Regions from separate parts of the Mus musculus genome. Here regions 1, 2, 4 and 5 are each linked to region 3. Evidence: chromatin contacts called from public Hi-C, HiChIP or PLAC-seq and promoter capture Hi-C data. All regions are on one chromosome and are shown on one strand. Each heading gives the region's core, a stretch centred on a gene start, on an enhancer-like site or on the middle of the called end of the contact. The rest is flanking DNA. Distances are from core to core; before and after follow the strand shown.

What was found. Promoter capture Hi-C pulls out the DNA fragments that hold promoters and counts their contacts. Hi-C and Micro-C count contacts between places; a contact is called where the count stands out from the background. HiChIP or PLAC-seq counts read pairs in DNA pulled down with a chosen protein or histone mark.
Region 1: a promoter capture Hi-C map of frontonasal cranial neural crest shows a contact between it and region 3, with 2.7 times the contacts expected there. The contact joins the enhancer-like site here to the promoter of Ets2 in region 3. A contact is called at or near these places in 2 of 39 promoter capture datasets (cranial neural crest and frontonasal cranial neural crest), 7 of 484 Hi-C or Micro-C datasets (the G1E-ER4 cell line, cerebral cortex, cortical neurons and 4 more) and 4 of 115 datasets of contacts at active chromatin or transcription factors (craniofacial prominence, embryonic forebrain, embryonic limb bud and 1 more).
Region 2: an H3K27ac HiChIP or PLAC-seq map of double positive thymocytes shows a contact between it and region 3, with 4 times the contacts expected there. The contact joins the enhancer-like site here to the promoter of Ets2 in region 3. A contact is called at or near these places in 12 of 39 promoter capture datasets (the 3T3-L1 cell line, 3T3-L1-derived adipocytes, the C10 cell line and 7 more), 1 of 15 datasets of contacts at CTCF or cohesin (CD8 T cells), 14 of 484 Hi-C or Micro-C datasets (CD4 T cells, CD8 T cells, the G1E-ER4 cell line and 6 more), 22 of 115 datasets of contacts at active chromatin or transcription factors (the HPC-7 cell line, bone marrow-derived macrophages, cardiomyocytes and 15 more) and 3 of 9 other capture datasets (adipose tissue, liver and pancreatic islet).
Region 4: a Hi-C map of cortical neurons shows a contact between it and region 3, with 2.0 times the contacts expected there. The contact joins the enhancer-like site here to the promoter of Ets2 in region 3. A contact is called at or near these places in 1 of 39 promoter capture datasets (neural stem cells), 5 of 484 Hi-C or Micro-C datasets (cortical neurons, embryonic stem cells, palatal mesenchyme and 1 more), 4 of 115 datasets of contacts at active chromatin or transcription factors (embryonic limb bud, embryonic stem cells, forebrain and 1 more) and 2 of 9 other capture datasets (liver and pancreatic islet).
Region 5: a promoter capture Hi-C map of second pharyngeal arch cranial neural crest shows a contact between it and region 3, with 3 times the contacts expected there. The contact joins the enhancer-like site here to the promoter of Ets2 in region 3. A contact is called at or near these places in 11 of 39 promoter capture datasets (3T3-L1-derived adipocytes, the C10 cell line, the HPC-7 cell line and 9 more), 1 of 15 datasets of contacts at CTCF or cohesin (CD8 T cells), 9 of 484 Hi-C or Micro-C datasets (CD4 T cells, CD8 T cells, the G1E-ER4 cell line and 3 more), 35 of 115 datasets of contacts at active chromatin or transcription factors (the HPC-7 cell line, T-cell acute lymphoblastic leukemia, bone marrow-derived macrophages and 24 more) and 3 of 9 other capture datasets (adipose tissue, liver and pancreatic islet).

Annotation. Positions count from the first base shown.
Region 1 is chr16:95,488,987-95,491,910 of GRCm38.p6, reverse strand. The region is part of intron 2 of Erg (ETS transcription factor); the gene reads left to right. Among named protein-coding and RNA genes, the nearest start is that of Erg, 40 kb to the left of the region's middle. Within about 2 kb of position 1,305, at least 4 of the 459 cell types and tissues checked have an H3K27ac peak or open chromatin away from gene starts, as enhancers often do.
Region 2 is chr16:95,891,963-95,894,923 of GRCm38.p6, reverse strand. All of the region lies in intron 1 of 1600002D24Rik (RIKEN cDNA 1600002D24 gene), which reads left to right. Among named protein-coding and RNA genes, the nearest start is that of Gm41508, 28 kb to the left of the region's middle. Within about 2 kb of position 1,298, at least 63 of the 459 cell types and tissues checked have an H3K27ac peak or open chromatin away from gene starts, as enhancers often do. A contact at or near this core is called in CD8 T cells, the G1E-ER4 cell line, centroblasts and 5 more, where this site is marked.
Region 3 is chr16:95,701,012-95,703,711 of GRCm38.p6, reverse strand. It overlaps Ets2 (E26 avian leukemia oncogene 2, 3' domain), which reads right to left and starts at 1,305. Exons shown (of 10, transcript NM_011809.3): 1 at 1,068-1,305.
Region 4 is chr16:95,571,948-95,574,762 of GRCm38.p6, reverse strand. It overlaps a transcript of Erg not described here. Among named protein-coding and RNA genes, the nearest start is that of Erg, 43 kb to the right of the region's middle. Within about 2 kb of position 1,527, at least 34 of the 459 cell types and tissues checked have an H3K27ac peak or open chromatin away from gene starts, as enhancers often do. A contact at or near this core is called in cortical neurons and uterus, where this site is marked.
Region 5 is chr16:95,916,202-95,919,226 of GRCm38.p6, reverse strand. The region is part of intron 1 of 1600002D24Rik (RIKEN cDNA 1600002D24 gene); the gene reads left to right. Among named protein-coding and RNA genes, the nearest start is that of Gm41508, 3.7 kb to the left of the region's middle. Within about 2 kb of position 1,421, at least 14 of the 459 cell types and tissues checked have an H3K27ac peak or open chromatin away from gene starts, as enhancers often do. A contact at or near this core is called in second pharyngeal arch cranial neural crest, where this site is marked.

The DNA.
Region 1 (2,924 bases), core at 56-2,555, 210 kb after region 3:
ACTAGCCTGGCGTGTGTGTGTGTGTGTGTGTGTGTGTGTGTGTGTGTGTGTGTGTGTGTAGAAGCCAGAAATTAGCACCATCGAATCTCAACGCCATTTATCATGTCAAACACTCCCTGTGCCCGATTATCACTGCTTGTCCGTCTGAGCCTGTGAATAATGGGAAGCTGACATATTGTAGATCTCCTGGTCAACTTCTGACCTCCTGGAGAGCTACGAGGAAAATGCTGAGTGTGAGCACTTACACACCAGCACAACCAGCTAAGTGTGAACACTTACACCAGCACAGTGAGGCTTTGTGTGAAGAGCAAGAGCGAGGTCACTTGATAATAACAATTCTTATTTATCTAGGTTCCTTTTTTTGAGGTGAACTGAATTATCAGATAGTTGTTTTTGTGGAAAGACAGGCTTTGTACTGCTCTCTCCCCAGGCTCTGGTTAGCATGCTGGGTGCTGTCTGCGTGTCTCTCGAGGAGCACAGAGTCTCAGTGGGTAATTGGAAACATGGGCTGTCCCGAGGTCTCTCAGCTGTAGAGCTGCACAAACATTTCCGAATCTCTGTTCATTCCTGCTATGTCCCTGTGCTCTGTTTTTTTTTTCTTCTTTAAATTGAATTCAAATCAGATTTATAAACAAGACCACAAGAACACGACTTTTAATCTCTTGAGATTTGCTTGTCCCTGTTCTCCATAGAAAAGAGCCATTTCTTCAGTGGATCTAATTCAGATTTATTACACAATTAACACTTACATTTCCAAAGTGAGTTAGTATTAAATGAAACTTTCTGGAGCTGTGGATGTGGCTCAGTTGCTTGAGAGCTTGCAGAGCACATAGAAATTCCTAGGTTCGATTGCTAGCACTGCCCCAACCATACATGGTGGCATGTGCCTGTAATCCCAGAACCTGGGAGGTGGATGTAGAAGAATTAGGGATTCAAGGCCATCCTTGTCTACTTGTGAGTTCAGGGCCAGCCTCTACTATAGGCAACGCTATCTCAAGTAAAACACATAAAAAGTTTTCCTGCCACTGAGGATTTGTGTGTTCCAGTAGAGTCATTCAGAGGTTACGTTGAACACATCTGGAAGTTGGAGTCCTTTTATACATAGAACCTTCTCCCAAATATCAGAGAGCAATCAAGCTTTGCTTTAAGCAATGATTTTGGTCTTCCTCATGATCCCACTGGGTAAGTGTGGGGGTTATCCTGGGAAGATATGTGGCCACATGTGAGCTGTTGTCACGTGTGTATCTTACCTAGCAAAGGCATCATGTTGCCCCTTGTATTAGAGCTGTTTCTGATTATCTCCACTGGGGGAGGGGCACGGAGAATGATGGCGTCTTACTCCTCTTCTGGTATGGACTCGGCACCAGTGGTCACCAGATGTGTGAGGACCAGCACTTCCTTTCCTGATGGCCCTAGCTGTGAGCGACCTGTGTTCAGAAACTCTGTCTCTGCTTGTCTTTGTTGGAGAGAGACAAAAGCTGAGCCCATCTTCTGCTTCCACCACAGTTATAGAAAGTCTTGGCCAGGCAGGGCTATAATCCCAGCACTTGGGGGATGAGGCAAGAGGACCACAAGCTCAAAGCCAGCCTAGGCTGCAGAGCAGGACTGTCTTAAAAGACTGCATTCTGGCCATTCTTTCATGGGCTTGTTCCCACGGCCAGTCACTTTTTAAAAAACTAAAGATGTTTTTTGAGAATTTCAACATTAGTGCAGTGTTTACATCATTTCAACTCCGTTTTGTTTCCTCTAACTCCTCCCATGTCCTCCTACTCTGACTCAAATTCATAACCTCTTGTTCTTTAATTATTGTTATGCACACATTGAGAGGGAGGGAGAGAAGAGAGAGACATGCAGTGAGAGAGACAGAGATGGAAACGGAGAGACAGAGAGAGACAGACATACACACAAACACAGAGACAGAGAGAGACAGAGTCACATGCACAGAGACAGAGATAGAGTGAGACAGAGCCACACATACACAGAGACAGAGACAGAGCTACACACAGAGAGACAGAGAGAGACAGAGCCACAGAGAGAGACAGAGAACCACAGAGCCACAGAAAGAGACAGACAGATAGACACATACTTAGACAGACAGACAGACAGACAGACAGACAGACAGACAGTGCCTACTGACTCCATTGGTATATTGCTCATGTGTTTAGGGACGGGAAAAGCTGTCTGGAGGCTTCTCCCTGGAGACTGCCGAGTCTCCCTCTCATCATCAAGTATCACCTAAAACAATGTTATCATTTCCACTAAGGAGGACAAGAAGACAACGACTGAAACCAAACAGCAAGCAGTGTGTTTAAGCACAATGGCGTAGGTGTACGGAGTTTCTGAAGCTGTGATCCCCACTGGAGCTCAGGAGTCCACGGCTGCCCTCTCTGCTGTTTTCCTGAGTGAGAGAGAGAGGCTTTCCTGAAAACGTCACTGGATTTGTGTGTTACTATATGAATGCTTGTCCAGGACACCAGGGTAATGGCTCAGTCAGTACAGCGGCTGCTCTGCTGCCACAGTGGCCTGATTTCACCCCAGGATCCACATGAAAGAGCAGAGCATCACTGTGCACACCTGCAACCCTAGAATGGGGAGGTGGAGACAGGCAGATTATTGAGGTTCGCTTGTTAACCAGCCTCGCTTACTGGGCAAGTTCTAAAGCGGAGAGGGAACTTGCCTTAAGGAAATCAGGTCGACAGCTTCTGAGGAATGGTAGCTGAGGTTGGCCTGCAGCTCAGACACAGGCACACACAAACACACACAAATAGAAAGTACACACAGTTCACAGACATTTAAAGAAAAGCTTTTAATGATAACCTTCTTACTCAGTTTAACACGCTACTTAAAATGAAAGTGTCTTGCTTAGTACAGCATCTTGTGGAGGTAAAAGTGAGTCTTTGTTTAGAGAGAGTTACAGAAGGGCG
Region 2 (2,961 bases), core at 49-2,548, 190 kb before region 3:
GAGCTTCTGCCTCTATATTTGTTAAGTTCTGGCAGAGCCTCTCAGGAGACTGCCATATCAGGCTTCCATCAGCAAACACTTCCTGGCATCAACTATAACTTTCGGGTTTGGTGGCTGTGCATGGGATGGACCCCCAGGTGGGGCAGTCTCTGGGTGGCCTTTCCTTCAGTCTCTGCTCCACACTTTGTCTCCATATTTCCTCCTGTGAGTATTTTGTTTACCCTTCTAAAAAGCACTGAAACACCCACATTTTGACCTTCCTTCTTGCTAGGCTTCATATGGTCTGTGAATTGAATCTTGGGTATTCCGAACTTTTGGGCTAAGATCCACTTATCAGTAAGTACATATCCTATTTGTTCCTTTGTGACTGAGTCACCTCACTCAGGATTGTCCTCTTTTCTCCTTCATGTTCACTGTCCAATGGCACCTGGAACTCAGTGGGAGAGAAACTGAGTTGCAGACAAGACTTCAAAAGTGAAGGTGGTAAATTTCTAGAAGCAACTATGGGAGGAGAGTGTTGAGGCAGCATCGAGAAGGGAGGGAGGGCAGGAAAAATAAATATGAAATTGGAAATAGGTATCTTCAGAGCTGGAAGTCAAGGGATGACTGTGAAATGCCTTGAAGTAAAGCAGACACCCTGCGGCCTGAAGGGGGGGGGGGATGGGCAGAAGTCAGGTTGCAGAAGGGAAGTTCTCCCCGAGGGTTTCCCACAAATACTGGCCTCAGAAGGGATGCATGGTCCATAAACACACAGATGTGGTTCACCTCCCCTCTGTCACAGAAGAACAAAGTGCTGTGCTGCTACACACCTCCTCACACTCCCTGGGTAGTGTTTCTATTGTCTTAGGGTAGTGTTAACTGTCAACAGGACAGAATCTAGAATTGACTGGGGGACAGGCCTCTGGCCATGCCTTGGGGATTATCTTAATGAAGTTAATATCTTGAATGTGGGCAGGATCTTCCCTGGGCTGGGGATCCTAGTCTGTGTAAATAGAGAAAGAGCAATGCTCTTTGCAATTTGAGCAGCTGTATTAAGCAACACCTGCCTGGACTTCCTCATCTCAATCTACTGTACCTTGAGCTGTGAGCTGAAGTAGACCTTACGTTGCTTCTGTTAGGTATGTTATTGAAGCAACAGGAAACGAAACTAAGACATTTAAGTTGTAGAGTCAAAGGGCAGATGGCATTTTCCCATAGTGTGACGTCCTGTGCTGTCTCATCCTTTGTACACATGTGTAGTGTGGCATCCTGTGCTGTCTCATCCTTTGTACACATGTGTAGTGTGGCATCCTGTGCTGTCTCATCCTTTGCACACATGGAGAGTGTGACATCCTGTGCTGTGTCACCCTTTGCACATGTGCACAGTGTGACATCCTGCGCTGTGTCATCCTTTGCACATGTGCACAGTGTGACATCCTGAACTGTGTCATCCTTTGCACATGTGTAGAGTGTGATGCCCTGTGTTGTTTCATACTTTGAACATGTGTACATGTTTCCTTTCATGTGGCTCCTGGTTGAGACACCGCTGGAGGTTTTGCACATGTATCTGTGTACATACGGGTTCACGTCACACATCTTGGAAGTTGCAGATACGTGTCCAGTGGCTTTGGGGACCAAGCAGTCACCACTCTCTCTGGGACTCTGAGAACCAGTGAGGAGTGTTTGGATTCTAGTCATCAGCATGGGCTTCTGAGCTGACCAGAGGTCTCCATGAAGGGCGCTTCCAGGCACTCTGTGTAGACGTGTTCTCTGGCACCATCCGGACTCGCCCATCAGGGGCCTCTCAATCACTTGTCAGTCATATTTGTTAGGCTGTGTGGATTTGTTATGGTTTGTATTTCTGTAGTATGTAATCATCACAATTTAATAAAAGGCAATCACTTATGGGTGCCGGCAGATGGTGAAGGCCCATGGAGGTGCCAGAGAAAGAAGGAAATTTACAGATCACCCCACAGCATTCTTGTCTTTAAAGCCTTTTCCCATTCCTCCTGCAAAGTCCTCAGGCATATTCGTGTGCCGTGTGTGTGTGTGTGTGTGTGTGTGTGTGTGTGTGTGTGTGTGTGCCTTGCCGATATGAGCCTTTGAAGTAATCTTTCTCCAGGGAGTTTCTGTGATGCGACTCTCTATGACAACCCTGAAGACACACTGAAGTATTCTCTTTAGGAAAAAAAAAACCAAAACAATAATAATAAAAAAAAATTACTGGAAGCCTGTGGAGAAAACTGCCAAGGTAATTAACATGTTCCTGCGTAGTGGATCAGTCACTTCTGGCACAGAAATTCTAGTCATGCTGGAAAGTGTCATTGTCTTGAGTAGCTTTGATGAGAAATCCCTCCATGTCCTCCTTTTTAACTCCTGGGGCAGGAGTTTCTTGGAAAAACTAGAGTTGTCTGGTTTCCCCTGGGGAGGGGAGCAGAATAATTTTATTCTTGGCAGCCTGTGATTTTTGTCAGATTCTCTTGTGGGAAGCTTTGGAGTAGATGGCGACCAGACTGATACACAGTCTTGTGGCTCGCATGTGGGACATTCCAGAAGGTTCTCCTGGGTGGGCTGGACCATGGGGGTTGCCTTATTTCTCAGAGAAACGGCTTCAATGTGGACTTGCTCTTCTGAGGATGTGGATGAGCTTGGATGGGGTGGCCAGCATCTCCTTCAGAGATCTGTGGTCATGTCAGTGTGGCTTTGTGCCCCAGGTAGGGCTTCAGGGTGCTGACTGACACCTCAAATTCTCCATGGGACTCGCGTCTCTGGCTGGCCCTGACTACTTTTAACCTGGAGCGCAGAGCCTCTGAGGATATACAGTGTTATGTGGGAAGATAACCAACTCACAAGGCCTCTGGTGACCAAGTCCCAGTAACACCAGGGTCTTGACCCCTCACTGCGGGGGCTTGGGTGTCTGAAAATGAGAGAAAGCAGTCTGGTTCTGTCTTGAGTGTGGATGTTTGATTTTGAATGGCTCCC
Region 3 (2,700 bases), core at 56-2,555:
GGAATAGTTAGGTTTTTAAACAAGAATTTCATGGATAACTGTATCCTTAGTGGAACAGGTAATCACTTATATAAGAGAGCATGAGTTTGTATTTAGATAAATTTAGGTTAAAAAAATAAAATAAAAGGACAAAACCCTTTGAAGGTTGGTTTGCCTTTTGCTTAGCAATCAGTTTAGAGAAATGAATGACTAATTCCATATATGAGAGTTTGGCTATTTCCCTGTGGGATGCACGGTGTTCACATTAACTGCACTGCGAGATTACTCAGATTTTAATAAAAGCTTAACACTGAGATGTATCTCCGGATTGGCGGTGGTGTAGGCAGGCAGATACCGACAGGAGCTTCCACAGCGGGAGCAAGTCTCTCAACTGGCGAATTAAATGACTCCTCTCTCCAACCAGGACTGCTCACCGCTTTACTTTCTAAATAAGTAGCGAGTCAACTACTATTTTAGGCTCCCCTGAAATTGAGTGCAGGCTAGTACAAGTCTTATGAGATTAAATAGTAAATTAGAAAAAAAAAAAAGTCAAATACGCAAACGCTTCAGGTTACCCCTTCATTCATATGCTTTAAGGAGAAAATAAAAGCAGAGCAGCCACCAGCACCCCTACTTGGACCGTATCCCGTACTGGCTTCCCAGGGCCCAGGGGAGCCCAGACCTGGCCAAGCAGGTGACACGTTCCCGGGAGCCGCAACTTCCCAGGTGTTCCATGATCCGGACACCCCCACATCCTTCCAGGCCTAGCGCCTCCCCAACTCAAGTCACCCCGAACCTGGGGCTACCTCGGCCACCTCTCCAGGTGCCTCAAGCCCTCTCGAGAAACGCAGTCGCGCACCCCGGGCAGGAACCGCACGGGGCGACCACTGGCTTCCCCAAAACAAAAGCGGTCTGCCCGCGCCCTGCCCGATGCCTGGGTCCCCCTCCGAGGCCACTGGGTGCCTAGGAACCAGCCGGAGCGGCTCTGGGGCGCGCGATGGCCCGGCGGGATCAGGGGCCGCCCGCACTACACCCCACCCCGGGCGGAGTCTCTGCTGAGGACCATCGCGCACAGGGGCCGCTCTTACCGCGCCGCAGCAGGCAGGGCCAGCCGGAGGGCGGCGGGGAGAGGAGATCGCGGCGGTCCCGGCGCGCAAGGCCGGGCGAGACGAGGCCGTAGGGCCGATCCGGGCGCGCGGGGCCGGGGAAGGTGGCGGGGACTGACGGGCCTCAGTGGTGTCCACTCTGTGCTCAACGCCGCGGTGAAGGAAGTAACCAGCCCGATCTCCTAGCCGCGCGCTCTTCTGGAGCTGGGGGAGGGCCGGAGGGAACCGGGGGAGGGGACAGCAGGGGTGACGGAGAGAGCGCGGAGGAGGAGCGAGCGCGAGGCCGGCGTGGGAGGAGAGCGCGCTCTGGCAGCGGCGGATCCACGCTGCTCCCGGGCCCTTCTCTGCGACCCTGCAGCTCGCTGTCGCCTGCCTGCTGGCCCCTGCTCCTGGAGCCCGGTTCGGGCGTTATGCCCAGGAGGTCCAGCTAGAAAGGCAGGGCCGTATCCGCCCGCGTTAGGCTGTCTGCAGGTCCGAGCTGGGGGCCCTGTTGGCACTTGGGTTGGGTGGTTAGGCTTCTGCGGTGGAGCCTGCCCTGTGCTTGGAGCTACGTGTGGGTCCTGATTTCTGGTCCTTCGTCGTGAAAGACTCATACGTGGGGTTAGGGAGTCGCAAAGTGGGCGGGTGGCGGAGTCGCGAGTGGAAGAGCAGAACGTGGCGCAGCCGCTTGCCTCTGGAGAGGCCCCTCCTACTGCCTCGGTGCGGATGGCGCCCCCTAGGGCTGAGCCGAGTCTCAGCGCCGACTTGGCCGAGCACTTAGGCGCCATCTATTATTAGTCTTAGTAAATCCTTCAAGGCTACTACTGTGTTCTACTTAACATGGTCTACGAGGTCAACTACATGTCAAGTCCAGCGTGACTCTCCCAAACTCATGGTCAAAACACAAGCCAAAGAGTGGTTTCCTTTTTGGTCAGAAGGCGTTGAGTCCATGGTTGGAAACCTGTGGGATTCATCCGTAGGCACAGGTGTACGTTGAATATTATTTCGTTCCTTCTCAAGTTTAGGTTGTTACCAGAGATGGCATATGAAATTGCAAATGGCAAGCTCAGGCAAGGCCACGGGACTGACGATTGGTACATTACAAGGACAGCCTTGCCGGGAAGGGAGTGGAAGACCCCAGCTTCTCTGGTACCGCAGGGTTCCTGGTTTCCATGGCAACTCCCCATCTGAAATTATTGCCAATCAAGATACTATTACACCTGATACTTCTCTCCAGTGTATCACCTTTGCAGGAGTCAAGGCCTAATCCACTAAGCTAAAACAGCTAGGTCCAGAGGGAATTGATATTTCCTCATGGCTTCTCAGTGTGTATTCAGGTCCAGACCAGAGAACCCAGGTCAAGGAGGAACTCCATAAATAGAAGAAAGAGTCCCTGTCCCGTTACCATGGAGACACGGAACAGCATATGCTAACTTAAAAAAAAAAAAAACATAGCAGAAGGTACTGACTTGTCTGAAGGAGTGTGTCCGTTGGCCCTATCTCCCTGCAAGTATTTTCACGCCTTGACCACGTATCTGAGAAGCTTGGTACACACAGTGATCTCTTGAAGTTCAGATACCCAAAACAGGACTGTTTCCTTCCATCACTTCTGCTCCTGAGACCGTGGGCATTCGAG
Region 4 (2,815 bases), core at 278-2,777, 130 kb after region 3:
TATCCTTCCGTAAATATACATGGAACTCTCTGTGATGTTATTTCTAGATGCCTCACATACATAACTTCAGGTCTGCATGTGAAATGATGGCTCCAGTTTTTGTTCTTTGCAGAGGGACGTAGCTTGGGGCCGGACAGAGCATAGGTGTAGTCACTCTTCAGGAGGTTATGAAGAAAGGCAATTAAGAAGAGATAACGAGGGTCAGAGTTGGATTTTTCTGTCAAAGGAACGTTTGTTCCCAGTCTCTGTACTGGCAAATAAAAATAAGAATCCTGGGTCAAAGAAGTGAGGTGGGCTCTGAGGTTCTTAGTAAGAGTATCTTATCTCATGTACTTGAGAAGAATGGAAATATGTCTTCCATGTTTTGTATTCCCTGTGCCACCCCCCACGTCTTCTCCCAGCTTCTCTCCCATCTCCCCCGCCCCAGCTTCTTCTTCCTTTCCCTCTTTGGTTTTATCTCTACTGCTTGATGCCCTAGACAATGCGCAGTTGCCTTTGTATTTCCAAAAGACTCCATAAATACACAAAATCAAGGTCTATGGAGATGGCTCAGTTAGTAAAGGGCTTGCCAAGCAAGCACGACCAACCAAATTTGGATTCTCATCACCCCTGTAAAAATCCAGGGCCAGAGGTTTGTGTCTGTAACACATATATACACAGGCATGCACATACTCAGGTACACACAAATGAACAGATGCACATACAACATGCACACATACACACACATACACACGAATACACTCAGGCACACATATGCACACACACAAATATACTCAGGTACACATATGCACACATACACACACACATAAATACACTCAGGCACACACATGCACGCACACACACACATGCACACGTACACACAGGCATGCACATACTCGGGCACACACAAATGAACAGATGCCCATACAACAGGCACAGTCAATAGCCATGCACTTCTCAGGGTGAAGGGTGACAGGACATTTTTCAAAGCGCAAGATCAGATGGCCCACGTTGTGAAAGACTGGTCCCTAAGACAGAGGCTAGCTCTTCTCATGCTACTAAGCCACGTGTGGGCTGCCTTTATTTCCTGCTCACCCTGGACATCCACACGCAAGTCGTGTGGCTCGGATGCCTTTCTGCAGCTGGATCACATTGACTGATATTTGCCCTCCAGTAAAAATGGAAATAGGCTAGAAAACAAACAACAATGCAGAGACATGCCGAGTGAGCGAGCTTCCACCAAAAACCAATCCGAAGAGAAAAACACTTGGGCCGGCGTCAAGGGAAACAGAGCCACGCCAGCACAAATTCCTATGAAAATGACTGCAGAGTAGTATTTTCATGAAAAGGCAGCTGACTCAGAGATGGAGGGAGGGCAGGCTCTGTGCAATGAGGGGAGTGGAATAACCACCCACGCCCTGGAGCTGACAGGATCGCTTAAGTGCAGTTACTAGAAATGACCCAAGCACCCAAAATAGCGAAGCGCGGGAGGGAGAGCCAGGTCCTCATGAAGGGAGAGTGTGTTTGAGAAACCAGGGCAGAGGCGTTAAGAGTCAGACTTTGTGTTCAGGCTTCTCCTCGTCACTGGCAGGGCTAACAATCTTGTGCTCCTCTGAAGGCCAGCCCCGTAGGAAAGAGCCTCCTACCTGCTAGAAGATGCAACGATACATGTTACCGTGGACACAGAGGCCTGAGCATTTTACCAAAAATGATTGTGTACAGCCCTGGCTATTGTGTTATATTTCCTGGTAATGTTAAAAATCTTATAATCTGAAAACACCAAGTCTGACCTTTTAAAGTTGCTGTGAAGCCACAAGTGGAAAATCCCACAGCTGACCTCCTGTGTTGGGTCACACTCAGAAAATGCGTGTTAAAAATCATGGTGCAGAATTACCTTTGGGTACTGAGGAGATGGCTCAGTTGGTAAAGGTACAAAGACCTGTTTCAGCTCTCTAGAACTCATGTAAAATGTCAGATGTACCAGCGTGCACCTGTAATCCTGTGCTGGAGAGATGGAAACAGGGTATCCCTGGGCTTGCTGGCTGGCCAGCTGCGTCAGTGTGTTCAGACTCAGTGAGGGATGAGAGAGTGATTAGGGAAGATAGATAGCTCTGGCTTCTACATGCATGCACACGCGCACACATACACACACACACACACACACACACATGGGCACACACATGCATATACACATGTTGTACACACACGCAGGTACACATGCATGCACACATGAACACATACACAGACATACAGACACTCGCACACACACAATGCACACACATGTACACACCCATCCTTAAACATGTGCACACACATGTGCATGCATGCATGAAAACACACACATGCTCACACATATGCATGCACACGTGATCGCACATACACAAACACACACCCATTTACACAGGCACCACGCACACACACATACACATATACATACCCACACTTAAACATGTGCACATCCATATGTGCATGCACTCAGAAATACACATGACACACAGACACATGCACGCACATGCACACATGCGTGCATATGTTTTTACTATTTGTGTGTAGCTTGAAGACTGGTCTCACCAGAAGACCCACACTTGCCTACTATTATAAATCAGAGTAGCAGGAAACAGTATGCTCCTGGCTGTAGCATGTACCAGGTTGACAGGGTCATGCTCTCTGCTCTCTGAAGTTATGTGTCTTCTCTTGCTGCAGATGAGGTTCACAAGGTGCAAGTGGCTCTCTGGGCTTGTCCAGAAAGATGGTTTCACCTTCCTAGTCTAGGTTTTAGTCTCCAAACTAGCAATTAAACCATCCCATAAATCCTCCATGCAAGGTAGTAAAACCT
Region 5 (3,025 bases), core at 172-2,671, 220 kb before region 3:
CTCTGGGCCAGTGGTTCTGGATTCCACAGGAAAGCAGGCTGAGAGAGCTACTAGGAGCAAGCCAGTGAACAGCACTCCTCCATGGCCTCTGCATCAGCTCCTGCCTTCAGGTTCCTGTCCTGCTTGAGTTCCTGCTTTGGATTCCCTCAGTGGACTGAGACCCTGGATATGGAAGCTGATGCTTTTCGTCATGGCATTTCACCACCGCAGTAGTAACCCTCGCTAAGACACCGATTTTAGCTGCAGTCAGCTCCGCGCTCGGAGACTCAGCCTGTTGGCAGCATTTTCAGTCCCTACCACCCGACTTCCAAGAGAATGGAGATGGTAGCAGAGGTCTGATGACATACAGTTTTCTTGGTTCTTGCTCATCCGTCATGCATAGCACCAGGCTCATGCAAGTCGTGACTCAGTCTTGCCACCCACACAGGCCCCACCTGCTCAGGAGATTGAAGGAAACAGAGGACTTGCAACACGGACTCTGCAGCGTAGACAGACCTAGCATCCTAAGGAAAATACCTCAGCTCCCAGCCCTGCAATACTGTGCTGGTCATTCCCAGGAACTAGAGAGAGATTTAGGAGGCCAGACGACAGGGAAAGGGAGATAAGTTTTTACTTCAAGGTCCCTTTGGATACATTCATGTCTGGAGGACACAGCGGGATATCCTGAGTCAGCCAGAAAGTGACGGCTGTGTGCTTTCTGCCCCTCATGCGGCCTCTTGATCTTGGATGCACCCACTCAACTATCACAGAGACTCGTGGAGTTCATTTTAGGTTCTATAGGACATATAAGCACCCCCAGGGGCATCTAAAGCTGGCTCGCTCCGGGAGGATTACCAGCTCAGGCCACCAGTCTAGCTTTCCTCCATCTTGGAGAAGACAGCTAAATTCGGTCTCCCTGGGCGTTATTTTGGAAGGGACCAAGTGAGGCAGGACTCTCAGGCCAGCGGTGGGCGGGTCAGGCCATGGCCCCTTGCTGATCCTCCATGACGATGGGCCTACAGCCAATCAGCATAGGGCCTCACAGGCGCCCCCCCCCCCTTCACCCTGAGCCAGAATGCCTGGGCAGAGGCGGGACTGTGGAAGGCGGGGAATGCCTAGGTAGGGCTGCTAGGCCACACGCCCTGGAATTTAACAGCTTGGGGAGTTGTCCTGCTCTCCAAAGATGGGAGCTACTCTGCCCAAGGCATTCATTTTCTTGAGTTTCTGCATTTCACTAAGGATGGCACAAGCTGGTCCACCCTGCAGCTAGGGCTTGAATGCTATTTGTACACTGCAATGTGAGATGAAGACGTGTTTATGACAGCCATCTCTGCTTGAAGGAAGGCGTGGAGTCTATGTTCAATGTAGTTATGACAAAGTGCGGATGTGAAGAACGGGAGCACCCAGCTCCCCTCACCCTCCAGGTGTCTGCCCTCACTTGCTTGAGTGGGTGAGCAGTTGCCTCCTGTGTGCCTGAGAGCAGAGCCTCTGGTGGAGACAGAGAGGGTGGGGGTGGGGGTGAGTTCCCTTCCTTTGGATATCAGAGCTCTAGAGTGTTTACAAATGTGTCAAATTAAAGACTCTAGGTTACAAAGGAAATCTATTACACCAGTATAGTTATCTAACCTGTGTATTAAAATAGTAAAATGTGTGTGTGTGCCAGGACAGGGTTTTCCCATGTAACTCGGGCTAGCCTGGAACTTATTATGCTCCTGCCTCAGCCTCCAGAACGCCGGGAGTTACAGGTCCACGGCATGCTTAGGCTACTGTTTCTCATAGTTGGTTTCATTTCAACCAGTGATGGAAGAGACGTGCCTGAGACTTGGGGAACAGATGTCTATTAACTCTCAGATACCTATCACCTATCTATGTCATAGTTGAGGTCTCAAGCATGTTATAGAGGCCTTGTGTTGGTGGTCACGGCCCAGCCTGGGGTGTTACCCGGAGGTTGTGTAACCTGGAGGTGGTGGAATCTTTAGCATACTGGGCCGAGTTGGGAGAAGTCAGGTGACTCAGGGCATGCCCAGATTCCTCTCTCTGTGTCCCGGGTGGTGTGTGATGCAGACAGGCCTGTTTAGAGAATTTTCTCCTTAGGGTGTGCAGGGTGACTAGGCAATACCATTCCCTGTTTTTAAAATCCCAGTGACAAACCAAGGTACAATCCCACCGAAGTCCCTTTATTGGTCTTATTTCCAACATGGGGCATGGTTTCTTGCAGGAACGTGTGTGATCTTAAAGCCAGCCGTCCTGGAAAGTCTGCACCCAGCTGGGAAGATTTCTTTCCCATAGTCACATAGATGGGCAGCCTTACATAGCCTGTGCATTCTTGTTCCCCCTCAGGCTGCCCCACTCCAGGCCATGTGGAATTAGGATGAAACTGCTTCCAGCTGCTCAGAAGGAGTTGTCAGACTCTCAGGTGAGGGCCCAGTTGCTCGCCCCACCCCTCCTCCAATGCTGAATATCAGCAGTCACAAGCACAGCAGACGAAGCTGCTTCTGGGAAGATGGTGGTTGTTTAGCTTGGAGGACAGTGCTTTGCAAGAAAGCCTCCCCCACCACACACTGCTGCCTCCTCGTATGGTCCTGACCCAGGCCCCAAGCATCAGAGCTGACCAACCGAAGCCTCTGAGGGTGTGAGTCAAAATAAGCCCTCCTTCTTTGTGAGCTGGGTATTTATATATTTTTCCAATAATACAATATCTGTCTGTCTATCTGTCTATGTATCTAGCTTCTATCTATCTTCAAAGATTTATCTAAGTAATATGTTTAATGCATGCTTACCCATGATATCTTATTCTAGTTCACATGTGTGCTTCTGTGCACACACATGCATGTGTGCACAGGTTGAATCCCTCATATCCACAGTGCTTGGGACCAGAGTGTTCTGAACTTTAGAGTTTGGTTTTGCAGTAATCATATAAAAAACAGATGAATATCTTGATGGAGGGAAGGATGCAAATCTACCCATGAAGCTGTGTTTATATAAACCTAACACATACAGCTTGAGGGGAGATTTGTATAGTATTTTCCATGTTTTGTGCATGAAG